7 separate regions of the Mus musculus genome follow, and regions 1, 2, 4, 5, 6 and 7 are each linked to region 3. Evidence: chromatin contacts called from public HiChIP or PLAC-seq and promoter capture Hi-C data. All regions are on one chromosome and are shown on one strand. Each heading gives the region's core, a stretch centred on a gene start, on an enhancer-like site or on the middle of the called end of the contact. The rest is flanking DNA. Distances are from core to core; before and after follow the strand shown.

Region 1 (3,853 bases), core at 775-3,274, 1.2 Mb before region 3:
CTGCCGTGCCTTCCTCTGCTTCAGGCTCAGAACTCTGACTCCCCAAAAGCCATGTCTAAAAGTTGATTTTGTCATTTTTCATCTGTTCCTCTTGTGTGTCTCATAGGATTACACTCCCAGACTTCTAAACCAGCCCGATCCTACTTACACTCCACCACCAAAAAGATTTGTTCTGGGTTTTTCTCTTCTTTGGACTGTAAACTTGTGAGGCGTCTGACTTTGATAGGCAGCCATAACAAATTACTCTAAGCTGGATGGCATAGACAACAGAAATGTATTGCCTTACAGTTCAGGAGTTTGGGAATATAAGGACTATGAATTCCTTTTGCCTATTTTCTGGGGCTTTGACAGGTGACCTTTGTTTTCTCTAGCTGCAGAAACATCATTACAAGGAGTTATTATCTTCACCTGTGGCTTTCAGCAAGCAAGCACTCAAGCTAAGCTGGGCTAGGACCCACTCTCCGAGCCTATTCTTAGCACAGGGCTTCAAAATTAGAACTTATTTTCTTTATTTCAAAAGACCCAGAGATGCAATCAGATGGAACTTAATTTTTAGTGAACATTTACTAAAAATATGGTTGAGACACTGGTTCTAGATCCTTAGGATGTTATTCATTCATTCATTCATTTATCTATCCATCCGTCTGTCTTCAGCTACAATCATAATAGGACATAGTAGGTGCTTAATAAATATTTGTAAATGAATTCATTTCACAGTCATGGAGGGTGTCACTTATTGCCTAAATAAGTTTAAAAATATTTTCCTGACTTCCGCAGCAAGCCTCACATTTCCATCAGTAGAAGATTTTCTTAAAATTACATAACACTGCACTCATAGTGCTGGGTAACATTATGAATTCTGTGCCCATAAACAATCCAGTGCCTCTCCTTCAGCCTTAACAACTACTGATTCACTTTATGCTTCTGCAGATTTGCCTATTTTGAGATACTTCATACAAATGGAACTCTCTAAGGCTGGGGAGATGGCCCAGAGGGAAGATGACTGAAAGAGTAAAGTGGAGAGTGGTGGAGGACTCCCAACATTAACCATACACCCACATGTACCCACAGGCATGTGAACATGATTACCACATGAATGTATAGTATATCACATGTGAATGTAATTATACAATGTGGTTCTTCTTCTCCATGCCTAGTCTCTTTATATTTAGCAAATTGTTTTCCAGGGTCACCCCTGATTTAGTAGGTATCACATTCCCTTCCCTTTTACGGCCTAATACTGTTTCACTGTGCTGATATTCCACATTTTGTTTACTCATTCATCCGTCAATGGGCATTTGTGTTGTTTCCCGATTTGCCTGTTAGGTACCTGGTTGCTATGCTCATTTGCCTAGAAGCATCTGTGAACTTAGCTTTCCAGTTCTTCTGGGTAGGTATGACAGTGATAATTTTGGTTTAAGATCCAGTTCGTTTTCCGGAGCAGATGACCGTTTTATATTCCCACCTGTCACAGAGAGTTTTTCTCTGTCCAACTCCAGTCATTGTAGTGGGTCCAAAGCAGTGTCTCACTGGGGGCTTGGGGTTGCCTTGTCCTCGTGACTCAGGGCACGAAACGTCTTTCCATGTGTCTGTTTGCCTTTCTGAGGAAGGTGAAAGCTCCGTTACACACTAACAGTAGGAAATAAGGGAGTTGAAAGGGATTTGCTCAGCGGCTTTGCCTGGACCTGGGGTGTGTGGATGTCCCTGATACACGCCGGATTCTAGTTTAACCGCAGAAACAGATCTGGTCTGAGCGTCAGGAGATTTGGTTATTGGGGGAATTTTATTATCTGATTTAACAAATTCCATCCCTTCGGCTGATCGTCAGTTTCCCCTTCCCAGGACTTGAGGCAAAACTACTTCAAAGACCCAAGCCTCTCTAGGAAGTGAGAACTCAAGAACTCTATGTCCAAGAGCGCCAGTTCGAAGTTTGCCCCGCCCTCTCGTCCCGGTCTCTCGCGGCGCCGGAAGTGCTAAGTTCTTTTTTTGTCGCTCCGCCCTCGGCCCGGAAACACTTTCTTGGCAAGATGGCGGCTGTGTCGGTGTTTCAGCCACCGGTCGGAGGCTTTTCTTTTGATAATTGTCGCAGGTGTGTTCATGCCCGGGGGCGCGATCGGGACCCGAGTGGGAACTCTGTACGCCGGATCGGAACTGGGCTGCGGCCGGGGTCGGGGGCGTGAGGCGAGCGTGGGGATGGTGCCCGCGGCCGTGTGACTCAGGGAATCGGGCCCCAGCGCGGGCTGCTTCTGAGGCCGGCGCGGCCCTCTCCCCTTGCCAGTGTGTAAGGATTTGGACTTTCCTGTGGCTTTGGAGGGATTGGGTCACCGCCCCGATCTGTAATTCCTCGCCGATGGTGCTAATAATGGGAGAATCCAGTGATCACACTGGGGTGGAAGAAAATTGAGTTCCTTCCTAAGCACCCACTCTTCTCGCCAGTGGTCTTGTCCTCTAACACTTGATTTCTGTGCCTTCCCTTAGGAATGCTGTCTTGGAAGCGGATTTCGCAAAAAAGGGGTTCAAGCTCCCGAAAGCTCGGAAAACTGGCACTACCATCGCGGGGGTGGTGTATAAGGTAAGCCTAGACAGGCCGACCGTAGCGGTAACTGACCTATTAACCGTAGTTAGACCACTTGGACTCAAGCTTCCAGCTAGAACTGTCAGAGTGCATCATGAGAATCGGCTTTTATTAGGGAATGCCTTGATCAAGAGGTTTTACATGTTAAATAGTTTGTATTTACTCATTTTGAAGTTTTACACATGAGGGCAATTTGGCTTTTCCTAAGGTACTCTAGGAAGCAGGATGCTACAATGGGAAAGCACAGAATTTGGGATTAATTGGTTTGTTTAGATGTTTAATGCTTCCATACTGTTTCTAGTGAACTACTTGGGCAGTTTAGTCCCCCCCCCCCCCCCCCCCTTTGAGACAGGGTCTCATTATATAGCCCCGATTGTTGTAGATCAGGCTGCTTTAAACTAGAAATTTACCTGCTTCTGCCTCCACAACGTTGGGAGAGCCACTCTGCCCTCAGCCTTTTTTTTTTTTTTTTACAGAGTTAAATCTCTATCCATCAAATGGAGATAAATCCTGAAATAAACTGTAAAGATAATAAAGGCTAGCGATTAATGTTGTTAGTGGGGTGAAGAGAGTCACATTTCAAAAACTAATAGAGGTGACTGTTTCCTAAATTTTCTCTGTGTATGTGCTTGTACATATGCTATGGGACAAGTGTAGAGGTCAGAGAACAACTTGGTGGAGTCCATTCTGAGCTTCATGTGGCTTCTTACAATGGAATTCAGTTTTCCAGGCTTGCCCGACTAGTGTATTGTACTTGCTGACCTATTTTGTTGGAAATATTTTGTTGGAAAGATTGTGGGTCTTCATTCCACATTTTTTCTTTCCAGTTTAGCTCTGTGATTTAAAAGGAATTTACTGAATCGTTGCGCCTTGATTGAAGATGGAAATGAGTCTTAATCACCTCAAGAATTAGCCATTGACATTTATTAAGGATGTACTAATAATGTAGGACAATAGTTTTGGTAGGAATTTTGACTGGGGATATGGAATTCTGGGAGCAGAGAATGGCCAACATTGTTTTTCTTAAATACTATCTTATGTATATAAATTGTTGAAAACCTTTTTTCTCTAAAAAATAGGATGGCATAGTTCTTGGAGCAGACACGAGAGCAACTGAAGGGATGGTTGTTGCTGACAAAAACTGTTCAAAAATTCACTTCATATCTCCTAATATTTAGTAAGTATTGTTGAATTTGAACTACTCTGAAATCTTCTGGCATGTTGGGACTAAAAATGGACCATTACCATATCCTCTCTGCAACCTGCTTGCTGTTGAGA
Region 2 (3,446 bases), core at 322-2,821, 1.1 Mb after region 3:
GTTTGTGCTCTTAAACCCTTTTGCTAGGTTACCTTCCAAAATATAAACTAAAGCATACTTCTGAATTCCTTATTACTCAGATTTCCTAACAATGCTAGGCATGAGTATAGCTTGGAAATGTGGATTGTCTTCGTTAGCATTCTCTCTGTGCCTGAACTTCCTATGTGAATTTCAAAGGGAAAGTAGTCTAAGTTGATTGTTATTTTCAAAATGTCCTAACCAAGCCATGAAGCAATTGACTATAAAGCAGATGGAGTACAAAACAGACCCTTTCATTCTAACAATGCCTAGCTTGGAAGAAATGGTTTAGTATAAGATCACTCTTATTTAATGATACTATTTAGAGCTCATGTTTATTGCTGACTCTCTGCTACCTAGAAGCCTCATCCATCTGCAACTCTAGCTCTGTATATTATTGAATGTGAATTCACATGAACACAGTTACTGTCCCAGAGCCCTTCTCCTATCTTCTGATGTTATTAACTTTTCTCTTCTTTCCCAGAGCCCTTCTCCTATCTTCTGATGTTATTAACTTTTCTCTTCTTTGGGCGTTCACGCCATATATTACATCAAGTAAAAAACTTTCCTGAAGAATTGCTGTTGTACTCAAGCTAGCCACTAGAGGGTGGCCTTTTCCAAGAAACTGGCTGAACTTGGCACTTGGCCCAGAAATACAATGAAAGGGTATTTGGATGGATTACAAGCTTTGCTAGACTGACTCAGCATCTTGTTTGTCAATAACTCAGGATAAGAAAACGTATGCCCCTTACCAAAGAGCAATCATCAAAATAGATAGCTTTAGCATCTGTTACTTAAACAGCAGTAGCCTGAAGTGTTGTAGGCTCAGGCAAGAGGAGGCCCTTATGAGACTACTTCAGCATAGGCAGGATGACGGATAAACATGGATTTCTTGCTACTCCCTCATAAGGTCTTCGAAGGGAATTCTGGCTCTCTACAGTGCTCTGGGTTTGAATTCATTAAGGATCATCATTGGATTAGCCCCATGGAGTTAGCATATAACATGAGTTAGCATATAATATACTTATCCCTTAGAGCATGAAGGACAGCCATGACCCTAGATTATGTGGAGCCTAGAATTTTGTTAAGCAACTGCTAGTTATGGAAAATGCATGGGTAATAAGAAAACAGCATTTTTGTTGGTAAGGTTAGGAAATTGCCATGAATTTAATCACTAATATGTTCCCTCTACAATGGGCTATGATGGAAAACAGAATTTGTAGGCTGTTTCCATCTATTTTCTGTTCTTATAATGGAACAGCACAGACTGGATGATTACTAAAAGGACAAAATGTGTGTCTCACAGTTGTACAAGCTATGAAGACAAGACAAAATGAAGACATCCGTGCTTAGTGAAGACTTTGTGTGCTGGCATGGAAAAAAAGACACCACACACTCAGCTCTAATCTTCTCTTAATCCCATAATAAGGGCCCCACCCTCATTACTTCATCTCCTTCTAATGAAAATGCCCTACCTCCAAATACCACCAACCTACTGAGTGTTAAATTTCCACTATATGAAATTTTAGGGAATATATTCGACTCATGACATAAGCTGAGTCAGAATGTTAGTGAAGGCAGAGATTTGTGATGTTCGCCTGAGTAAGAAGTTATCTTGAGACAAACTGTAATCTCTAGCTGATGTAATTTTCACAAGTATGTGTTAGTTAAAATTAAAAAAAAAAAAAACTAAACTTAACTTGAAGGTATTTGCAACTCAATGCTGCTGTCAAGAATTCCTTCTTTAAATGGGAGTGACCACAGAGGAAAAAAAGAGAGTGGAGAAATGCAACTGGGGAAAAAAAAAGCAAAAAAGAAACATATAAAGAATGCAGTCATGTTTCCACAGAATCCATGGACGGGTTCCCAACTTGCCATTAGATGAAACACTCTTAGGTTCTCTTTGTTGTTGCTTTGTTTACTTTTTTGATATTATAATTTGATTTGTCTATTTTGTGAAGCAAATACTATAGAAATGACCTAGTTGAGAATTAATTTGGAGACATGGTGGCTTGTGTGTGTGATTCCCTCATGTAGAAGGCTAAGGAAGAATTGTCATGAGTTTGAAATCAGTCTGTGTATATAGTGAGTTTCAGGATAGTTTGAGCTACAGTGTAAGACTGTCTGGAAGAGAAAAAGTAAGTCCAAAATGTGGTTGGTGGTTTGAGTGTGAAGTATCCTTCACAAGTTCATGTTTTGGAACACATAGTACATGCAACAAGTACAATTTTGGACATTTTTGGAGTGTGGTGGTTTGAATAAGAATAATCTCCACAGGCTCATATATTTGAATGCTGAGTCGCCAGGGAATGGCACTAATTGTTAAAGGACAGGAAATGAGTGTGAGGGAGATGCTGAAGTGTAGTTCCCCACAACTGATGGCTTCTGGTTAAGGTATGGGAAGAGAAGGGCTCAGTTCTATTTTCAGGGCAGGCTACTGAGAGTTTTACCATGCTCCAGTGATGTATAGACAGCACAAAGAGGACTTGGTTGGTTGGTTGGTTGGTTGGCTGGTTGGTTGGTTAGTTGGTTTTTCTTTTCCTACTAATTTTTGTTTTCTACTTCTTTGATGGGGTGAAGGATATGGAGAGACTGGGAGGGGACTGTGATCATGGTACATGATGTGAAACTCCCAGAAAATTGATGGAAGTGTTATATAGAAAAAGAAGAAAAAGAGTTACACTGGGGGTGACCTTTGAGGTTCCAAAAGCCCAAGCCACCAGACCCAGTCTCTCTGTTTCTGTCTCTGTCTGTCTCTGTGTCTCTCTCTGTCTGTCTCTGTGTCTCTCTCTGCCTGTCTCTATCTGTCTCTGTCTCTCTGTGTGTCTCTCTCTTTCTCTCTCTCTCTCTCTCTCTGTCTCTCTCTGTGTGTGTCTCTCTGTGTCTCTCTGTCTCTCTCTGTCTCTCTCTCTCTGTCTCTCTCTCTGTCTCTCTGTCTCTCTGTCTCTCACTCTGTCTCTCTCTGTCTCTCTCTCTCTCTCTCTCTGCCTGTAGATCAGGGTGTAGTCCCCAGCTATTTTTCCAGGTCATGCTACCATGCCTGCCTCTGTGCTCCCCACCATAATGATGACACTCTGAAACTCTGAAACCGTAAGCCGGTCCAAATTACATACTTTCTTCGTAAGAATTGCCATGGTCACGATGTCTCTTCACAGTGGTGGAACACTAAAACATGGAGCTTTTAGAAGTTGGGATCTTATTGGAAGAAGCACCACTGAGAGGCAGTTTTGATAGCCTAGCCCCACTAATCCCTTCACAGAGGTAAAGCCATTGGGATCCAAACACCTTTCAAAGGTCACACGCACCAGAATATTTCCACTTTTTCTTTTACTTCTTATATCTCAGCTAGTATTTATTTATTATTGCCTCCTTTATTTGGTTCTGGGGATCAAACCCAGGACTTCACATGTTAAATACATGGTATACAT
Region 3 (3,817 bases), core at 1,126-3,625:
GAGTAGTCAGCTACATTAACCACCTGGTAATCTATGAAGCCCAAAGACTCACTCTCTCCTGCCTGTTTAATGTACCACCACCTGGCACATTTCTGTTATTTTCAACTGGACAGTGAAAAGTAGAACTACCTACTGGGGCTGGAGAGATGGCTCAGTGGTTAAGAGCATGGACTGCTCTTCCAAAGGTCCTGAGTTCAAATCCTAGCAACCACATAGTGGCTCACAACCATCCATAATGAGATCTGACGCCCTCTTCTGGTGCATCTGAAGACAGGTACAGTGTACTTATAATAATAAATAAATCTTAAAAAAAAAAAAGAACCTACCTACTGGTTTATATATGTACTAAAAGGTAGATAAACAGATTACCAACTGTCATAGGGCTTGTATTTTAATGGAGGTAGACAAACAATTGTTAAGTTTTTGAAATTAATTTGGAAAAATGCCAGTGATTAAAAAATGATAGGGAAAGCTGGGTCGTGCAGATATCAAGGATCAAGGCCAGCCTGGTCTATAGAGTGATTCCAGGACAGCCAAGACTATACAGGTTTTTGAGCCCTGTCTAAAAAACATAATAGGGAAAGGAAGGTGTGATTGTTAACTTTTAATGTGGTTTTCCATGTTTGGGGAATGTTTCCTGTGTGAAATGGAAAAATATCAAATGGAAGTAGAATGGAAAATGCACACACAGTAGGTTAGGGAACATGTATATATAAAATTACTCATCACTGTCCAGTTGAAAAGAACAGAAATGTGCCAGGTGGTGATGGTGCACACCTTTGAGCCCAGCACTCCAGAGGCAGAGTGAGTTCCAGGAAAGCCAGGGCTACACAAGAAACCCTGTCTTGAAACAAAAACAAAAAGAAAATACCAAAATGTACACCTGATTGTTGGGAAACTTTCTTTTTTGATTAACATAATTGGATGAAATTATGAATAATGAGTTATTAATGTATAGCTGGTGGGGCTGCCAGGTGGTGGTACATGCCTTTAATCCCAGCACTTGGGAAGCAGTCAGATCTCTGCGTTTGAGGCCAGCCTGGTCTACAGAGCTAGTTACAGGCTAGCCAAGGCACCAGAAAACAAAACAAACAACAAACAGGTGGGGCCAATGGATCTTTCACAAAAAAAAACAAAATGCAAAAACTAAAAAGCCGATCTTGTCACACTTGCCAGAAGCTTTGTGTCACTGGAGCTGCAGTTGTAAGCAGTTCAGTCTATGATTCTGCCTGGACCTTTCAATTGCTGGGTTCACAGGGATGCACCATCACATCTGCATTTTTTTTTAAAGATTTATTTATTTATTATATGTAAGTACACTGTAGCTGTCTTCAGACACTCCAGAAGAGGGCATCAGATGTGAGCCACGGTGTGGTTGCTGGGATTTGAATTCAGGAACTTCAGAAGAACAGTCGGTGCTTTTAACCACTGAGCCATCTCGCCAGCCCCACATCTGGATTATAACTCATGTATATTTAAAGCTTCATTAGAGAAATTTCCATATTCTAACTTACATACAGATTATTATCATGGATGTTGCTGAACATTTTGTTTCACATTCAGTTGCACATCATTAGCATAGATTCACAATATTAACCTTTTAGGATTACTTTGATAAATTAACTATAAAACTAAAATGCTTTTAAAATATCAGTTATCATACAGCCTGGCATATTTGTTTATAATTGTTGCTTTTCTCATCCTTATTTTCAGTCTTTCTTCATAATTCCTACCTTACAGGTTGCCATAAGTCCTCTAACAAATATTGAGTTATAATTCCAAAACTTGTAAAATTTGATCCTTCTCACTTTTGAGGCATCTGGGATTTTAGATGAGGTAGGTGGGTTTGCCAAACGTTTTCACTTTGGTCCTGGTTTTTGTAAACTGGAGAATTATTTGCTAATCTGGTTAGTATCTCACTACAAAGAGAGTAAAGTAGACTGTAACATAGATGAAGCAGGTTCTGCTCTATGGATGATAAATTTAACGTTGGCTCAATCTTGCAAGCCTCCTGGTCAAGGCTTAGATGTGCAGGGAGTTTCCCATAAGGCCCTTCGTCTTGCCTAGTCCTCGCATCATCTCCCACAGTACTCTGGGGTTCCTTTGTCATGTGACGAGGGTGGCTTTCTTCTTCAGAGGGAAACTGATGCGCAGTTCTGGTGGCCGGGCCACTACGCTTCCCTTCTGCCCCAACTCCCGGGCTTGCGTAATCTCGCGTGAAGTGAACAGTATCTTCTCGCGAGAGCTAAATCGGGATCCCTCCAGGTCCGCCTCCGTGGTGAGGAGGAGGAGGAGAAGGAGGAGGAGGAGGCGGAGGGAGGGAGGAGGAGGAGGCCCCGTCGCGGCCTTCGCCGCCGCCAACGGGGCTGTCCCTGTAGCTCCCGATGGAGTTTGAGGCCCTGAAACCGCCGCCGAGCTCTGCCCCGGCGAGACGAGGCGCCTCCGTCGCCGAGCCGCGCCGTCGCGGGGCCCCCGGGAGCGGCCCTTAGCGACCCCGCCCGGGCCCCTCAGGTAGGGCGGGGGCGGGCAAGATGCGGCTGGGGCCCTGGCCCGGCTGCCGGGTCCTCAGAGGTGGGGCGGGGAGCTGTCTCTGCCCGGCGGCCTGTGCACGGTGGCCGCCGGTACCCCGAGGGTTGGGAGTCGCGGGCCGCACCTGACACGACAGAGAGGCCCCTCGCTCTGGTAGGGCTTTTTGATGCGAAGCGAAACGCTCAGATGGCCACCTTTCTCCAGCACCGGCTGAAGGGACGCCTCTGACCACTGAGGATCCCACCCGAACAGAGGCCGGCTTCCTTCTTTGCTTAACCCATGTAGGAAGAGGGGCTTTCGAAAAGGTCCCCGAGATCAGGTCCTGTCTTAGCGTTTTCTTTTCAGCCCTTGGGCTTACCGAGACCACAGCGCTGGGATGGAGGCGATCTGAGTGTTGTAAATAGGGACCCTGGCTAAACAATGCCCAGGGAGGGCTTAACCTCCCTGGAGGGAGATGGCTGGACCAGGGGATGTGACTAGGAGCGATGGCATGAAGCACAGCCAGGGAATTCTGCTATAGTTTTCTTTCCCCCTTTCTTATTATTTTCCTTGGGGGAGCCTCATAAGGAGACTCTTCCACCATCTTAGGAGAATGGTAGAAAGCATCTTTGTTTCTAAGAGAAACAGCTGTACTTTTCTGTCGTTAGGAAGGAGATAAGGGTAGCTGTCATTTCCATCCTTGAAATCACCAGAGTTTTTAAGATACTGGCAGACACAGCCTTCAGACCAAAATAGTCTAAAGTAATCACAGACATTAAGTATTCAAATTCAGTGATTCTCAACCTGTTTAGATTTTTGTTTAAGCTCCACCTCGGTTCTTTTTAATCCCACTGTCCTCCTAACCTTAGGACCCTAAGGAATTTCTTCTCATCTTGACCCACTGTAATTAGAGTTGACTTTATATCCCGAATAAAGTGTTAAAAGTGTTTTACAAATCTTCCTGTCATTTTTAGTAGTCAGGCTTTAAAGTTCCAGTAAAAACTTGGAGTTAACCAGAGAAAGCTAATAATGGCACACTAAAGTGATATTATTTGACAGAAGGAAAGAAACGAATGTTCTAGTTGGTGGGTCTAGTCTCTTTGTGGTTAACTTGTATACACAGCCTAAGACTTGGACTCATTAAGAATAGTTTGTAGATTCCTGTTTTTACCTTTTATGTGGTTAAAAAACTACATCACTGATCTGACATCAATATCCATGTTAAATTGTTTACTTAAATTGTTTACTAACACAGTCAGTTCTTGAAAACCCAGAGACTATTCTATCCTATTAAAGGCTATTTTCCAAT
Region 4 (3,915 bases), core at 92-2,591, 1.2 Mb after region 3:
ATCACTCCCTTTCCTTTTCAGAAAAAGACTTAAAAGCCAAGGCTGATGGGAAGGGTGAAACCAATCAGCACATGGTCACTGCCGAACGTGACAACCTGAGCTCCATTCTCCAGAAGCTGTCTTCTGACTTCCATGACTTGTGCACACACTCACACACTAAGTATGTGAATAAATAAACAGACATGAAGAGCGATGGGCGGGGAAAAAATAAAACTGGAGAGTGTTGTGTGTGGAGGTCACACCTAGAAACAATCTCAGTATGTGGGAGGCTGAGACAGGTGGATTTGGAGTTTGAGGCCAGCCTGGACTACAGAGAGGAACCTATCTCAAAATTAAAAAATAGAAATACTCGGGCCAGGCATGATTGCCCACATACTCAGAAGGTAGAGGCAAGCAGATCTCTATGACTTCAAGGCCAGCTTGGTCTACAGAGCAAGTCCCAGGGCAACCAGGACTACACAGTTATACAGACTGACTCAAGATAAGATAACAAAAAACAAAACTGGGGCTGGAGAGATGGCTCAGTCATTAAGAGCACTGGCTGTTCTTCCAGGGGACCTGGGTTCAAATCCCAACACCCATATGGGGACTTTCAGCTGTCTGTATATTTGGTCCTATTAGATCTGATACCCTCTTCTGCTTCCAAGGGCACTGCTCACATATGTACATACATGCAGCTCAAAAACCCATTTTTAAAAAATTTCAACAAGCTAAAACAAGAAAGCAGCGCCCAGAATACACAGTAACAACCATCCCTGTTTTCACAGCATGTATGCGCACACATAAATATCTACACATTATATGTGATGTTGGGGTAGCACTCCCCAGTGGCAATCACCACTATAATGTAGTAAGTATCTCTCACAGCCCACTCTCCCTTTCACTCTCTAATGCAAAAAGAAAAAAGAAGAAAAGGAGTCAGCAGACATTTTAGGAAGAGTCTGGATTATGTAAGTAATGTATATGTGGCCAGGCTTGCTTCCTCTCCTGCCCTTTGTGCTAAGAAGCTCCATTCTAACTAAATCCTACCACCCTGGCTCCTCAAGACTGCTCCCTTAAAGTGTAGCCGCTACTGACCTTCCAGGTAGCGGGAGGGGCATGAACCGAAGCCCCAGAGGAGTTCAGGTGTACTCTGGACAGGAGAGGGTGTGGGACAGGCCCTCAATTATCCCACTTCTTTGCTCTCCCTGGGGAAGCTCCTGCCGCTCTTTGTATTCATTGTCTCTTTAATGACCTGCTGGAGTCAAGTACCCATTGTTCTCAGGCTGGGGCAGCCTCCCAGGCTTTCCTTCCCTGCCTTCCTCTGGCAAGCGTCCTTATCTAGTCCTGCAGCCTGCCAGCCCCAGCTGAAGCCGCTTCCTCCACCCACACCCCTCCAGGCCCCAGGCTGCTGTACAGGGCCCCAACGTCTCCACCCACCCTCTCTCCCACTTTTCTTTCTAAGAAGCTGACTCCTCCGCTTAGCCTTTGAGTTTCCATCACCCCCGTGTATGTATAGCCTATGTCTGGGTAAGCGTCTCCCAGGGCAACGCGGGATGTCTCCGTCTCACTATCACACTCTGCACCGTCTCCCCTCTCGCTGTCTGTCTCTACCTGGAAATATCTGTGCTTGCAAGTGTGTGGCATGCGCCTCAGATCTCCATGTTTGTCTCTGCCCCTGTTCTATGCAGTGCTGTCTTCTCTATTTCTCTCCTCTCTCTGACGAGCCTCCCTACACCCCCTCCTCCCTTTCCTCCCTTGCTCCTCTCTAGACCCTCCTGATTGACTATTATCCTGTTTCCAACCCTGGCCTCACCACCACTGCACATTCACCCAGGGGTCCCTGACACAAAACACGGGTCAAACCGGCTCCATTAGTGCCTTTTCTCCCTAGTTACAGCTCCAGCTTCTCTTGGTTGTCAGCCTCGGAGACATCAGCACCAGGCGTGGGCATGAGGTCCTATAGCTCCCAGACTCTGAGATTCGGGCATCTGCAGAGTTAAAAATAGACAAACAAATAGGAACCAGCAGAAGTTAAAAATAATAAATAAATAAATAAAGGCCAGAGAGATGGCTCTGCAGGCAAAGGCACCTGCAGCCAAGCCTCATGGCATGAGTTCTGTCCCCAGAACCACGTTGTAGGGGAGAGCTGACTCCTGACAGTTGTCCTCTGACCTCCACATATGTGCCCATGCATGCACACACAAAATGATGTGATTTAAAAATAGATGGTGAGAACCAGTAAGTGAGCAAGTCCTCGTTTTTTTAAACAGTTGGGCTTTTTTTTCCCCCTTTTCTTTAAAGATGCATCAGCTTCTCATCGCACAATAGAACGTTTAACACCAAAGACAGGAGAAAGAGCAAGAACCAGGAATAAGCCACCATCTCAACTGACACTTTAAGGTTAAATGTAGACAAAGTCTATGAATATAATTTTATGAGACTGTTTTCTATATCGCCTTTATTTTCCTTATGTTGCCTTAGGTGGTGAAGCTGACTGAGCTCCCCAACAGGGCCCCCTCCCTGGTACCCATAGAAAAGCAGAATGACTTTTATTAATAAAAAGTACAAACTGGACCAGGGCCTAGAACCCCTCCCAGGACACTCAGCACCCCATAGAGTTCTTTCCAGCCCACCCCCTTGCTTTCCGTCTCTCAGTTAACTTCTGGAGGTGCCTGGGTTGGAGTCAGGCACCAGGTTGCCTGGGTTCCCAGCATCCTTTGTGTTTTTGGCTAAGTAAATTGACCTCTGTGTGTCTATCCTCATCCACAAAATAATAAGTAGCCCCTAGGTTGCCAGAATAGTCAAGTCCAGCACTTGTCAGCCACTCGTATTATCTGGAAGGAAGGGGTGGGGGAGCTATTTCCATTGAGACCAGAGCCTGGAGAGGAAAAAAGACATCAGTGACCATCACTGCCTGTGAGCCACCAGGGAGCCCCACAACAGAGAATGAATCGGTTTGGAGAGGTGCTGGCGTACTGGAAAACTTTAGACAGGAGCTTGGAATCTCACCCAGGATGTCTTGGAATGCAGGGGTCAAGAGATAGGCATGGGATTAGGATTAAGACAACTGTAGCAGGCTTTGTCCCAAGATCAGGAACTAGCCCTTGTAAGGCAAGAGGGCACTCCCAGTAGGGGCAATGTGAAGCCTGCTAGTGGGCATTGCTGGCTACAAAAGCCAGCCACAAGGAGCCTGCATGAGGAGGAGAATGGTAATGCCAATCGTGGGGACACTATGCAGTGCCCTGGGGACAGTATGCAGTGCCTTCCAGAGTATCCCAGAACCCCTTGTGGAGGCTTAGCTGATGAGATTGAAGGTCCTGGGCAAACATGTTCAAAAATTGATTAGAGACTTTGGGTGACTAGAGAAAATGGGACTTCATTTGTCTTCAAGACTAAGCAGACCCTTGGACGTGGACATAATGTTTCTTCCAGCCCTGGTCTGTACCAAATACAGTGCTGGGCAGAGATGTAAACCCTGCACAAAATACAGAGATTCTTGCAAGACACTTACAAGATGTTCCTCTAGGGTTAGGTACAATTGCTGCACGGGTGGAGACAAGTGCTCAGAGCCCCCGTGGAGGCCTCCTGGGACATCTGCCACCCCTGTCCCAGTAAGAACCTCCCAAGGATTTGTCTTGAACAGAAAGTCACTTTGAAGAGAGAATCAAGAGATAACTTACTGGACAGAGAATGGCAGGTGATTAAAATAGCTCAAAACATGGTTTGGCCCTGGGTGAGTAGTGGTATCTGTCATTTACGTAAGGACATACAGAAGGCAGGGTCTGCTGAGTCTGAAGGTATGATGCATTAAAGAGGAAAATGCAAGTCTAGAAAGCAGAAGGAACAAAATGAATGGGCAGATGCACTGTGCTGAGAGGAACATGGAACAGAGAGCCATGAAGTCTAGACAAGTTTTGCCCATTGGTTGGAGCA
Region 5 (3,591 bases), core at 654-3,153, 1.2 Mb before region 3:
GGCCTTCACAGGGGTCTGGGCACCTTTGGGAGCCTGGGCTGGAGCTGAAGCCTGGGCCTTAGCTGGAGCTTTGGCCCCTGCCTTGGTTTGGACCTTGGGCTTCGGTTGGCAGAGCCTCTGACCCTTGGCCATGTAGCTTCGAATCCGCTTCCCAAGCTTAGGATGAGCGATGAAAGCCAGCCGCTTGAGTTTGGGGCCTTTTGGCATCTTGGGCTTGATGGCCTGAGGCTTCACCAGGGCCTTGATGGCCTCTGCGCGCGCACTCACTGCCTTTGCATTGTTGGCCTGCATCTTCTTCAGGCCTTTCTTGTTGTGCTTCTTGGCGAGGCACATGTTCCTCAGGAACTTGGGGTCAACCCCCTAAGAGATTCGTATCTTTGCGACTGGAGTTTCTTGATGCCATTTCTGTGCCATTTGCGGGACTGGTTGTGTGTGGTGTAGTTCTTGGACTTGGCCGTGTTTGCACGGTAACCAGCAGTGCCTGGGACCAAAAGAGAAACACCCTCTTTGTTCTTGAGGGTTCTGAAGCTTTGTTCTTGAGGGTTCATGGCAGCTTGGGAAAGACTTGCAAAGCAGACTAACCCTTGCAAGCAGGACAGGAAGTAGGACAGACACATCTGTAGCAATTGTCACCCTCCATCTTAGTCCATAGGCATGGGGTTAGGTGGCCCTCTGTTTTAAGAGAATGTTTCTTGCCATAACTAGTGGTGTGTCACCACAATACATTAATAAGAAAACCTTTAGCATTTTAAGCCTAGATACCCCCAGATTTTAAGCTTTTCCTGGGAGTGTTTATAACCTGTCAGGTCCATGAGACCTTACAGTTACAATTGTGAGGAAAATCCCCCCCCCCCCCCCCCGTTCCCTTCAAAGGGTATTTTAAATATTTTCTTACATTTATGTGTAGAGAAGGAGCTGCATTGCTTGAGATACTAGTTTTTTAGTGAAGAATGTTGGATGATTGAGAATATATATTTTCCCAGCATATTAACTGGGAATATATTTCCAATAATTTATTGGGAATTAAAAGTCGACCCTGACATTGAAGTACATTTGTTGATGAAAAGGAGGCGTTCTTCCCCTCACGAGGGTTTAGATGTAATACTCAGTGCTTACTCAGGAGTGAAAACATCAAATTAAACTGTTTATGCTGACAAAGGACAAATCTGGATTTCAGCAAGCCATGCAAGATTGTCTGATTGCTTGCCCTGCCGCCTGCCTCTAAAGCTTTTGGCCAAGGCTTATAATGAAATGCATGCATACAATTAAACCTTTTCAAGTCTGTGGCTTAGTCTCTCTGAGCCTGGAGAGGTGCTCCACTGCTCTCTAGTGGCTGAGTGCAGTCCCCTGGCACCAGCATTGCTTTGTATTCATAAATCAGCTTTTCACACACTGGCATTGTTGGCCTCGGTGCAAGCACCAGTACCAGGAGACGAGGCCTTGGAGGCAGGAATGGAGTGAAAAATGACCTCCATCCATAGGTCCGTGGAAAGCACCAGGTTTTCTGCAGGAAGAGTGGCCAGTTGACTAACAATGAGCAAGTGTGAGTAAGCGCTCTGTCAGGAAGAGCTGACACTGATGGATTAGAAAGTTCTGCGTGACTCCTTTATCGCTGCATACATCTTCCACCTTGGCAGACCACAGTGGCAGACAGGTCCTTGGGTGCTTAAAACAGACTGCTCCTTAGCAGAGGCAGCCCTTTTTCCTGTGAAGATCTGGTAAAATTGATTTGGGGAAAAGCAGTGGGGATCCATTTCTTGCTGTCTCTTAGAACTTCTCGGCATTGAGAAAAGAAATTTTGAACACCTTGGTTCCCATTAAAGCTACCACTCAGGGACCCGTGGAGAATGAGTATATCAGGTCACTGCTGGAGGACAGGCAGCTTGTCCCTGAGTCATTACAATAACTAGTTTTCATTGAGCTCTGACTATGCCCCAGCATTCAGCTTTGTACACAGTGTCTTCCTCAGCCTGTAGGAGTCACTGATCAAACGTGAGGCAATGGTACCTTGTGCTCAGAGTGATGTACCCAGAGAGGCCAGGGAGCCCAGAACTGTTCCCTACCTGAGTAGCTGTGTGTTTACAGAGCTTGGGCAACTGGCATGTCCCGAGTTGCTTCGGAATTGGGCCTGGGCTTCCTAGCCTCTGAACTGTAGGTTTAAATCTTCAGTGTACTTATTACTAGCTGCTGTGCTGTAGGAAAATCATTTGAAACAAGTGGAGTATCAGTTCTAGTCTTTAAAATGGGGGCTATCCTCTACACATGGCTTCAGGGCTGAGGACTCTGGGAGCATCAGTCTGAGTTTAAGCCTGGGACTTAGAAGAAGCAGATTTCCTCCTGCCAGATTCTTAGAGCTTGGGTAGCAGCACAGTGTGGAGAAGCCTTTCAGTTTTGATTTCTCCAGTTGTCCAGTAACAGTGAGTATAGAATTGTTACGTTTGATTTAGTATTTAAGCAAACATTGATATATAAAAGAATATACCTCTCAAAACTAAAACCGCATACATTCTGTGTTAATGCAAGCATTTTAAAGCATACAGAGCAAGTAAATGGCTGTGAGTTTTCACAAGACGTTCAGAATTTATTCTGAATTCTTACAGAAAAACAGGTTTAGGCTGAACCATAGGTTGAGCATCCCAGCTCTGAAGTGTGAAATTGGGGATCTTGACTGCAGGTAGACACCACACTGGACTTCATGTGACAGGTTGCAGTGGGAACTGAGATCCCCTTACGTATTGCATAAAATTACCTTCAGGCTATGTGTATAGGTTGCATATGAAGCAGATGATTTCATGTGTAGACTTGGGTCCCATCCCAAGATATCTCATTATAATTGTATGTATGCACATTTCCCCAAATCCGAAATTCAAATTATTTTTGATCCCAATCATTTTGGATAAAGGCTATTCAATCTGCACTAATGCTGTTAAGTACCTTCTGAGGTTTCAGAAAATTAAGACTTAATTTTATTTTTGAAAAATGTGGCTATTGTAATATAAATACTCTAAGAACATATGCCTAAGTGTCAGTGCTAGACAATAACAATACATTTAATCATTGAAAACATTAACTAAAATTCAAATATATTTTTTGAGTTTTTAAGTAAAATGAAAGTTATAAAGCAATACAGATTGTATTCAGATGTGTGGTGATTAGGCTCACTGTGAGCATTAGCTCAATGCTCGACTCACTTACTAACCTTGACTTTAGCATTTGGCTTTCCTGTGTAAGACAGGTGGTGGAAGGGAGAAAGCCCTGTGACTCTCAGGAGGACGGTGTAGGACATTGGCATGGTGCTCGCCTGGCATGTGTGAGGCCCTAGGTCCCATGCCCAGTACTACAGATACAAACAAAAGAAAAAAGAAAAGTGGAGTTGGAGACAGGGAGGCGGCAGATGATATTGAGGCAGGAGGACCACTTTTCCATGTCAATCTAGGCTATGGAGGAAGACTCCAAACCAAACCAAACAACACCACCCCCCCAACAAAACAAAACAAAACAAAACAAATTTTGGCTTCAAAATTGTTGATGTGCTTTAAGCATGAGCCATGAGATTGGATCAAGTTCCTTATCTCTGAGTGTCAATCTCCC
Region 6 (3,795 bases), core at 429-2,928, 1.2 Mb after region 3:
AACCCAGGGTCTGGAAGGGATGAACTTGAACATTTGTGGATTCCCTGGCACAGCTTTGCCCTCCAAGCTGAACTCTACCCTTTCCCTAAAAGAATCCCAGCAAGGAAGACAGGTGCATGAACACCGGATCCTCAAAGGGTGGAGGGTCAGGTGAGAGCTGGACTCATGCTGAAACTGAAAGTCAGCATGGCCAACATGTCAGCCTTGGCTCTACCATCAGCTCACTGTGGGGTCTCCAACAAGTGGCCCCACTTCCTGAGCCTCTCAAAGTTCTGATCTACAAAATGGACTTAACGCATCTGCCTCCCACAAGGCTGCTGTGAGCACCAAAGAAAAGGCACGCACAGCTAATCTTGGTAAACTGCAGTGCTGGATCACAAATGGCTTCCTTTCCAAAAACCCAGACTGTCACCTTTCTAGCACAGGTGTCCCCAGCTCTTTTTCTCACTCAAACCCCATCCTCCAGGAAGCCTGCTGTGATTCTCAGGCCACTCTGTCCTCTGAGTTCCAAGGTCCTGTAGTATCCCTTTCCCCCACTGCCAACCTTTCTTGGCCCCATTTTACAGATGGGCATCCAAATTGTAAAGAGAGGAAGGAAAGGTGGAGGGCAGGGGAAGTATGGGGGGGGCGGGGAGTAAATTATTTTTCTTTCCTAGAACCTGGTTCTGCCCTGAGGGAGAGAAGCGGGACAGAATTGCAGAACTGGCTTCTTTGAACCACTGCAGGTATTGAGAGTGACTGGATTAGGCTGATCCTGAATTCAAACCCTGAGCCCACTATGCATTATGTGACTTGGGGCTGTTATCGCACCTACTGAACCTCAATTTCCTGGTCACTATGTGCCCACTTCCCCATTCCCAGGATAGCTGGTGTCCCCCACCCCCATCCCTGTATCTACCGTTGGGGAGATAGGTTGAGCGTTAAGATAGACTCCCCAAAAGTTAGAGGCCAAAGAAAAGGAACTCAGTGTCCAGCCCGCCTTCCCCTTGGCGTCTGCCGCTTCCTCCCCAAGGAGCCCCCACAGGAAACCGCCGAGTTCTGGGGGGGGGGGGGGGGGGGGGTACAGAGGCTGCTTGGAAAGTCGGACCACATATCAGGTGAGAAGTTAAAGAACCTGTCTCTGCTTCCCCTGCCGACTCGGGATCTCAGTGGGCTGTGTGCCAGAGAGATCCCAGGTAGGCCCTAGCCATTCTCCAGGGACCCCATTCCATAACCTCAACACCCTATTCCCCGGCACCGCGAGCAGAAAGGGGAATCAGGGAGTCCGCCTGGAAGGGAGATGGACCAAGCCCACGGCGCAGGACTTGGAATTTTCACGGGCATCCGGCGGGGGCACCTACCTGGTGAGGGCACCCCAGGATCTGCGAGCAGGACCGAGGGTGTCGGCGGCAGCAGCAGGAGCAGCAGCAGGGGAAACCAGAGCGAGAGACTCCTTCCTGCAGAAGGAAGAGAGAGTTGAGCCTAGCGTTCAAGGCTCCGCCTGCAGGCCACCGAATTCCGGGACGCGTGGGGGCACCACTGGGGTCGGACTCACGACTCATGACTCTGGGAGTGGATGGATGTGCAATGCCAACGGCTGGCTCCTCGGGTGCAACTCCAGCACTGCCCCAGCACTGGCAGGTCCCCTCCCACCCATCTCACGGCTCCACCCCCACTCCTCCCTCCAGTTGTCACCTCTGACAGGCTGACCGCCAACTTCCTCTGCTCCAGCCTTAGCCAAGACGTTTTATTAATTACTGCATGGTGACTGCTCAGACCGTAACTCACGATCCTTGAGGTGCAAGATCTTTTTACAGTGTCAGAAATGCATCCATTTGGGATATAGCAAACTGAGGCTCTCTGAGGATGGGCACGAAGGAGGACAAGGCTTGTAGGCAGAACAAATGGTGGAAGAGGCTGGTTTGAACCATAGCTTGCTTGAAGAAGGATGAGGAGCAAGGAGGTGAGAAGCCATGCAGTCCAGTCCAGCCTGCACACGAGGTCCTGCATGGAAAACACGCTACTGCCACTCCTGCCCGCCAACAGAAGAGCTTCCTTCTCCGTTGAGCAGGCAGAGGCCAGGTCAGACATGAGGAGCTGTAATTTACATTCCTAATACACAGCCTGCCAGTTGGCTCACCTTTAGTCCTTGCTGGTCCTCGGTGTATTTATTTATAAAATGGACATGCAAAACCACCCTAGGCAGTGAGGGATACCCAGGGGGCCCCCACCTACTCAGAGGAGAAGTGTAGGGGGGAAGTGGGGGAAGGATTGTGGGAGGGGGTGGCCAGGAGGGGGCAGTGAGTGGGATGTAAAGTGAATTAAGTAAAAAATTAAAAAACAAAATTTTTAAAAGATACATATAAAGTAGATATCAAAAAATATGTATGGCATAAGGCAATTTTGTTTACTGATAGTTAAAGGTGAGGGGAGTTGTTTTAAAAGAAAATTATAACATTTGTATATTTTAATCCTTACACAAAATAAAATTAATGAGACATTTAAAAAAAACACCATAGAAAAAAATATACAGATCCCATGTGGCAGTGGCTACTCTGTGGTCAGAGAACCTTTTTCAAAGTTGCCCTAACTTAGATTCCAGGGCTAGCCAAATGCCACCCTCCAGCTGAATGGCCACTTGCCAGCCTTATAGGACCTAAGCCTTTGGGTCATTGGCTCCTTTGTACAGTGGGGGAAACTGAGCCTAGAAGGAGCAGAGAATAGGAGCAAAGCCACAGTGTCCTCGTCCTTTTCCTTGCCAGCTCTCTCCCTCAGTTTTCCCAGCACGCCCTCTGCCCACGCCCGCACCCAGAGGCATGGCTTGGTGGAAGGGCCCATTCATCCTTGTGCTGGCTCTCGGGCATCTCTGGGCTCAGGAAAGGAACAGGTAGGAAAGGTGGGGCCTGATGGGGTGCCCCTTTTGCTTCCAAACCAGAGCTGTTCCCATGCTCTACAGGGACAAAAGCCAACTGCTCTAGGGAAACTGAGCAAGCCAGGACAGACCAGGGGAAGAACTGGGGCCCTGGTATACTGAGACCAGCTTCAGTTTCTCCACATCCCCAGATTTAAGACCCCTCTGGTAACCAGCCAGCTGGGCAAGGGGCTGTGGGTCAAGTGATTGTCAGCAAAATAATGAGATCTGGGAGGAAAGCTGAGGTTCTGTTCCCCAGAGGACAGGGGACCTTCTGGTGACCAAGAAATACAAGAAGAGCTGGCATGATTCTCATCCTCCACTCCCCGGTCTGCCCTCACTCTGGGCCTGGACCCAAGGAGTCACACCTGTAGCTCACTCCCAGACCTGTCCTGTAGTGAAAACAAATGCTAACTAGCTCAGCCCTAACCCTGGAGGGAGGAGACTTAGCCTGGGAATCAAGAAAACTGAGTTCAAGTCTCCTTTCTTCTCTTTGACCATAGACAAGCCCTTAGGGCCTGCTTCCCATTTGAACACCAGGATAATAGGACCAAGTGGGTAGCAAAGGCAGGACCCATGCCAGTAGAGAGCATGAGCCCTTGCTATAACCATGCTCTACAGCCCTTCATGCCATCAGAAGACAGATGCAGTGAAGGAGGGCTGCAATGGGAGTGTGCAGTTGATGAAGGATGGGTACAGTGGAGAAGCAAGAGGCCAAGAGAGCAGCTAGGGTATTAATACAGGCCTCCAAGGACCAAGCCTAACCAAGGGGGTGGAGCAAGGAAGAAGTAGACAAGGGAAACGGTGACTGAGATGCCAGCTCTTTACCAGTTGACCTGGAGTATGGATAGAGAGGTAGAGAACATTTAGATGCTGGTTGTTGCTAGGGACAATGCTCAGGGACA
Region 7 (4,020 bases), core at 622-3,121, 1.3 Mb after region 3:
TGCCAAAAGGCTGATCAAATCTCTTGCAACTGGAGATACAGTTGTAAGCTATCTAATGTATGTGCCGGGAACTGAAGCCAGGTAGGTCCTCTGCAAGAGCAGTAAGTACTCTCACCTGCTGAGCTCTCTCCAGCCCTCCTTTACCTCTTTGCCCTGCTGATTCTTCATAGACATTAGCATCACTGGACATTACACTGACAGTTTATTACATCTGCTCAGCTAACTCTCAGGTGAGCTTCAGAAAAACAAGGAGCTTTGCTGTTCTGTTTACTGCTGTACCACAATAAAGCGTGTGTCCTATGGTTAGTACTCAGTAAGTATTTGTTGAATGGCTAAACAAATTGATCCAGTGTGTGGTACTGTGTAGTAGTAATAGGGGCTTCGTTTTTCTGCTGTGTAACCATGGCTCATGTTTCACCTGGATTGCTGTAACTTTGATTGTTGACTGTTCTTTTTATCTCTACTCTGTCTCATAAATTCCATATGTTAATTAGCAATGAGAGAGACACCCACAAAGCTCTGTAAGATCATCAATCCATGGCCTTAACCCATCCAACGGCTTCTCCTCACCATTAGAAGAAATCCCGATTCCTTCCATGGCCTTGAACCGCCCATCGGTACTTGTCCAAACCCTGCTCTCACTAACCTTTCTTTGAGCTTCAGGCACACCAGATTTTCTATTACTCAAACATGTCACCATCCTGTCAGTTCTTTCAAGAAAGAGTTACATTGTGTAGATCAGACTGGCCTTAAACTTCTGACTCTCCTGACCCCACTTCCCAAGTATTATCTTTTCTTTTTAAAAATATTTTTAATTTATTATTGGTGGGGAGGGGTTGCTGCCACAGCCCACACGTGAGGCCAAAACAACTCTGTAGAGTCAGTTGCTTCTTTCCACCTTTATGTGGGCTCAGGGACTGGAGTCAGCCTATCAGGCTTCTATGGCAACGGTTTGTTTTTAACCCACTGAACCATCTCATCAGCCCTGTCTTCTCTTTTCAATTTTAGGAACAAAGATCTATTTTTATTCATTTAAAACCCCATTAAGAAACAAAACAAAAAACCATGACTTTGGATCTATGCCTTTAATTCTTCAATTACCAAAGACTAATGTAAAAATAATTCGATAGGGATTATGGGGTTAGAGTTGACAAGTGTCAAGTTGCTTTGTGATCTGAGGCCTTTGCTTGCCACTCATCTTTCCTGGACTGTTTCCCCTAGGCTGATGATTCTGCCTCCTCAGCAGGCTCTCAGCAGAAGCATTAGCTCCTTACAGAATCCCCACACACTAAAACTGCCCTGTCCTCTAACTCTCCCACCACTCGCCCTCACTTGAATACCAATGCCTTTTATCTCCTCCTAGAATTTACTTCACGTGAGCTGTGATGACTCTGTGTGCTAACTTGTCCTAACTTTCCTGCCAGAAAGTGTGAGGACAAGGGGTTCTGAAATTCACTGCTGTAGACCAAGCATCTAGCACACATAGGTATTCGGTAAACAAGACTGTACCAGCAAACTGATCTTATAGCACAGCCAGAGTAAAAGACGCAGGTAAGTGAGCCACATCATTGGCCCAAGAATGCTGCAGGGCACTGGTTTCCATCCAAGGGCAACTACCCCACACCACTGGAATACGTGGATTTCAGCCAAACTTACTTAGGAATGGGTACCCGAATTAGTGTTCCTTCCACTTCTGGGTTCAGATTCATTCCACTTTCTCTTATAGCCTTGATAGCTGCAGCTGTACACTGAAAACCAGATCAAAAGGTAAACAGAATTAGTAAATAATTATTACCAGATGCAAGCCCTCTGTCGATAACTGGCAACCCATCTTGGCAGAACATGGAAACATTTAGTTCTGTTACCAGTAAGATCAGGAAGTTACACTGGTGTAGAGTGCTTTGATCAAGCTGAATAGCAAACTATGTCCACTCCTGGTACCAGTGTATTGCGGAAGGAAAAAAGAAAGAGTAGAAAAAAGAAAAAGAAAACAGCTCTGCTTCTTTGAAAAGATTTCAATGGTTTGAGGCAACACAGATCAAAACCACAATAAATTCTCAAGGGAGGAGGGCTGGTCTGTGCAAAGATCGGTGCAAAGACAGATGAAAGATTTCATACGTTAAAAAATCCAGTTGACATTTTACACTCAAAATATACCAGTGCCAATGTGGAATGAGTAAATAAATTTAACTCGTTCACATCTACACTCAATACCAAGCTTACACACACTTCAGCATAAGCAATAAACCTCCAATGGTATGCACAGCAAAAAGGGGAGAATGGCAGAAGAGTCAAAGCACGATCTTGGAGTCAGAAAAGCTTCAGTTTATATCCAGCTCTGGGACCAGGATCCCTGCGAGGTATATTTGATCATTCACAATCAGAGATGATGAGGTACCGGGACATCACTAAGACAGTGAGTGAGCTAAAGCACCTTACTCAGTGATTGGCACTGTTAACATTCAGTAAGAGCTGTTAGTGTGTGAATAAACTGTGTCCGTGTACTGAGCACAAGTTAATGGCAGAGTCAATGGAAGCATTACACTGAAACACTATCACCCTAACACCCTTCAGGAGCCCCTCTGACAGGCCCCCTCCCTGGTACAGAGTCCCTAACACTCAGCCTCACCTTGTAGCAATCCTAAAAGCAACAGAAAGTGGGTGGAAGACAACAAACTCACAAGAACAAGGCTTCTGACATACTCAAAAGTATTTCAGGTTTTTCCAGAGCAGATCATGCCATGCCACTGGAATTCAAGGCCAATCCCTGTCTTTGAGTTCCTCTCCAGCTCTTATGTCTGAAAGGCACGGAGGGTGGCACACACCAATTTTATTTCTCCAAGCATCTCACTGTTAATGTTTTAGAGGAGGTATCTAAAAAACTTCCATTCCATCTTTAAATAACCTTAATTCTATACCTGTATGAGGTCAAAATGTCAAACTAGAATATCCACACCCAGGTGTGAAGAATCTAAAGCTTTAAAATGGCATTTCTGGCATAGACTCTCAGGTTGGAAAGGGAGCTGTGATATAACCAAGCACCAGCTGTTGACTGTGAACAAGTGGCCTACAGGGTAAAGCCAAATCCTTTAGAACAGACAGCATTCTCTGACAACCCAAGAAACAGGCAATAAAGACACGACCTATCAAACGTCAGTTCCTCTCAGGGGTAAGGAGAAGCTGAACTGCACTTAGCCCACTGCTGTTACTTTGTCTTTGCTATAAAGACCCTCAAGCTCGTATACTCAGTCACCATTACATGAGGAACAGACTATGAACACTACAGACCTATGTGGAGCTGAAGAGACGGCTCAGCACTTACCAACACTTACTGCTTTTGCAGAGGAGCTAAGTTTGTTTCTTGGCACCCACGTGGCAGCCACTAACCATATGTAACCCAACTCCAGGGGGTCCATTACCATCTTCTGGCCCCTGTGTGTACCGCATGCACATGGTACACACTAAGCAGATAAAACACTCACACACATGAAGTCAAATCAAAGAGGATAACTAGGCAAAGAAATAAGGTTAGTGTCCCCCTGCAGAGAAGAGCTATTCTTAACAAAATCCTTCATGTGTAGAGTTAAGAGTAAAGGGAGCTCCCCCACTTCACAGAGGAAGCTTTATCTCCCATCCCCCAGCCTTCTACAGCTTCTCACCACATAACTAGCAACTCCCCCTACCACCACCAAGCTCCCTTTCAGTCTAGCTCAAGTAGTCCCACGCAACCTTCCCTTGAAGGTACAACAGTACTCACTCACCAAGCTAGGCAGGAAGTGTGCCCTAATATTTCTATCTTCACAGTAGAAGGTACAGTGCCAGCTGAAGTATAAGGCAAGTGTGCACCAAACACTTAAACAAGATCTTGTTTAAAAAAATGTATTAGAAAAATGCATCTCCTGATCTTACTTCAAAACCTTATTTTTTACATTTTATTTTTTGTTTTATTTTTTGTATGTCTTTATATTCAGGGAAAAATGTTAAGTGGGATTTTTCTTTATATATAAAGAAACCCACTGA

Evidence for each region. Promoter capture Hi-C pulls out the DNA fragments that hold promoters and counts their contacts. HiChIP or PLAC-seq counts read pairs in DNA pulled down with a chosen protein or histone mark.
Region 1: a promoter capture Hi-C map of pre-B cells shows a contact between it and region 3, with 4 times the contacts expected there. The contact joins the promoter of Psmb7 here to the promoter of Rc3h2 in region 3. A contact is called at or near these places in 5 of 39 promoter capture datasets (the C10 cell line, cranial neural crest, erythroid cells and 2 more), 1 of 484 Hi-C or Micro-C datasets (CD4 T cells), 1 of 115 datasets of contacts at active chromatin or transcription factors (large pre-B cells) and 2 of 9 other capture datasets (adipose tissue and liver).
Region 2: a contact with region 3 is called in a promoter capture Hi-C map of the 3T3-L1 cell line, with 6 times the contacts expected there. The contact joins the enhancer-like site here to the promoter of Rc3h2 in region 3. A contact is called at or near these places in 2 of 39 promoter capture datasets (both in the 3T3-L1 cell line) and 1 of 115 datasets of contacts at active chromatin or transcription factors (large pre-B cells).
Region 4: a contact with region 3 is called in a promoter capture Hi-C map of hippocampal neurons, with 6 times the contacts expected there. The contact joins the enhancer-like site here to the promoter of Rc3h2 in region 3. A contact is called at or near these places in 2 of 39 promoter capture datasets (cranial neural crest and hippocampal neurons) and 4 of 115 datasets of contacts at active chromatin or transcription factors (astrocytes, embryonic stem cells, large pre-B cells and 1 more).
Region 5: a contact with region 3 is called in a promoter capture Hi-C map of the HPC-7 cell line, with 4 times the contacts expected there. The contact joins the enhancer-like site here to the promoter of Rc3h2 in region 3. A contact is called at or near these places in 3 of 39 promoter capture datasets (the 3T3-L1 cell line, the HPC-7 cell line and hippocampal neurons) and 1 of 9 other capture datasets (liver).
Region 6: a contact with region 3 is called in an H3K4me3 HiChIP or PLAC-seq map of pro-B cells, with 7 times the contacts expected there. The contact joins the promoter of Ptgs1 here to the promoter of Rc3h2 in region 3. A contact is called at or near these places in 6 of 39 promoter capture datasets (the 3T3-L1 cell line, the HPC-7 cell line, cranial neural crest and 2 more) and 2 of 115 datasets of contacts at active chromatin or transcription factors (pro-B cells and stem cell-derived neural progenitor cells).
Region 7: a promoter capture Hi-C map of liver shows a contact between it and region 3, with 4 times the contacts expected there. The contact joins the enhancer-like site here to the promoter of Rc3h2 in region 3. A contact is called at or near these places in 10 of 39 promoter capture datasets (the 3T3-L1 cell line, 3T3-L1-derived adipocytes, the C10 cell line and 5 more) and 3 of 115 datasets of contacts at active chromatin or transcription factors (differentiating embryonic stem cells, embryonic stem cells and stem cell-derived neural progenitor cells).

What each region holds. Positions count from the first base shown.
Region 1 is chr2:38,642,077-38,645,929 of GRCm38.p6, reverse strand. It overlaps Psmb7 (proteasome (prosome, macropain) subunit, beta type 7), which reads left to right and starts at 2,024. Exons shown (of 8, transcript NM_011187.1): 1 at 2,024-2,089; 2 at 2,479-2,572; 3 at 3,655-3,752. The coding sequence starts at 2,028.
Region 2 is chr2:36,273,931-36,277,376 of GRCm38.p6, reverse strand. No RefSeq gene overlaps it. Among named protein-coding and RNA genes, the nearest start is that of Ptgs1, 45 kb to the right of the region's middle. Within about 2 kb of position 1,571, at least 14 of the 459 cell types and tissues checked have an H3K27ac peak or open chromatin away from gene starts, as enhancers often do.
Region 3 is chr2:37,421,461-37,425,277 of GRCm38.p6, reverse strand. It overlaps Rc3h2 (ring finger and CCCH-type zinc finger domains 2), which reads left to right and starts at 2,375. Exons shown (of 22, transcript NM_001100591.1): 1 at 2,375-2,511.
Region 4 is chr2:36,196,162-36,200,076 of GRCm38.p6, reverse strand. No RefSeq gene overlaps it. Among named protein-coding and RNA genes, the nearest start is that of Gm46735, 6.2 kb to the right of the region's middle. Within about 2 kb of position 1,341, at least 67 of the 459 cell types and tissues checked have an H3K27ac peak or open chromatin away from gene starts, as enhancers often do. A contact at or near this core is called in hippocampal neurons, where this site is marked.
Region 5 is chr2:38,619,668-38,623,258 of GRCm38.p6, reverse strand. All of the region lies in intron 5 of Psmb7 (proteasome (prosome, macropain) subunit, beta type 7), which reads left to right. It also overlaps the pseudogene Gm13586. Among named protein-coding and RNA genes, the nearest start is that of Psmb7, 22 kb to the left of the region's middle. Within about 2 kb of position 1,903, at least 69 of the 459 cell types and tissues checked have an H3K27ac peak or open chromatin away from gene starts, as enhancers often do. A contact at or near this core is called in the HPC-7 cell line, where this site is marked.
Region 6 is chr2:36,228,309-36,232,103 of GRCm38.p6, reverse strand. Ptgs1 (prostaglandin-endoperoxide synthase 1) reads right to left here and starts at 1,678. Exons shown (of 11, transcript NM_008969.4): 1 at 1,535-1,678; 2 at 1,341-1,436. The coding sequence starts at 1,541.
Region 7 is chr2:36,157,327-36,161,346 of GRCm38.p6, reverse strand. It overlaps Mrrf (mitochondrial ribosome recycling factor), which reads right to left. Exons shown (of 7, transcript NM_026422.2): 5 at 1,657-1,748. Among named protein-coding and RNA genes, the nearest start is that of Rbm18, 23 kb to the right of the region's middle. Within about 2 kb of position 1,871, at least 8 of the 459 cell types and tissues checked have an H3K27ac peak or open chromatin away from gene starts, as enhancers often do. A contact at or near this core is called in liver, where this site is marked.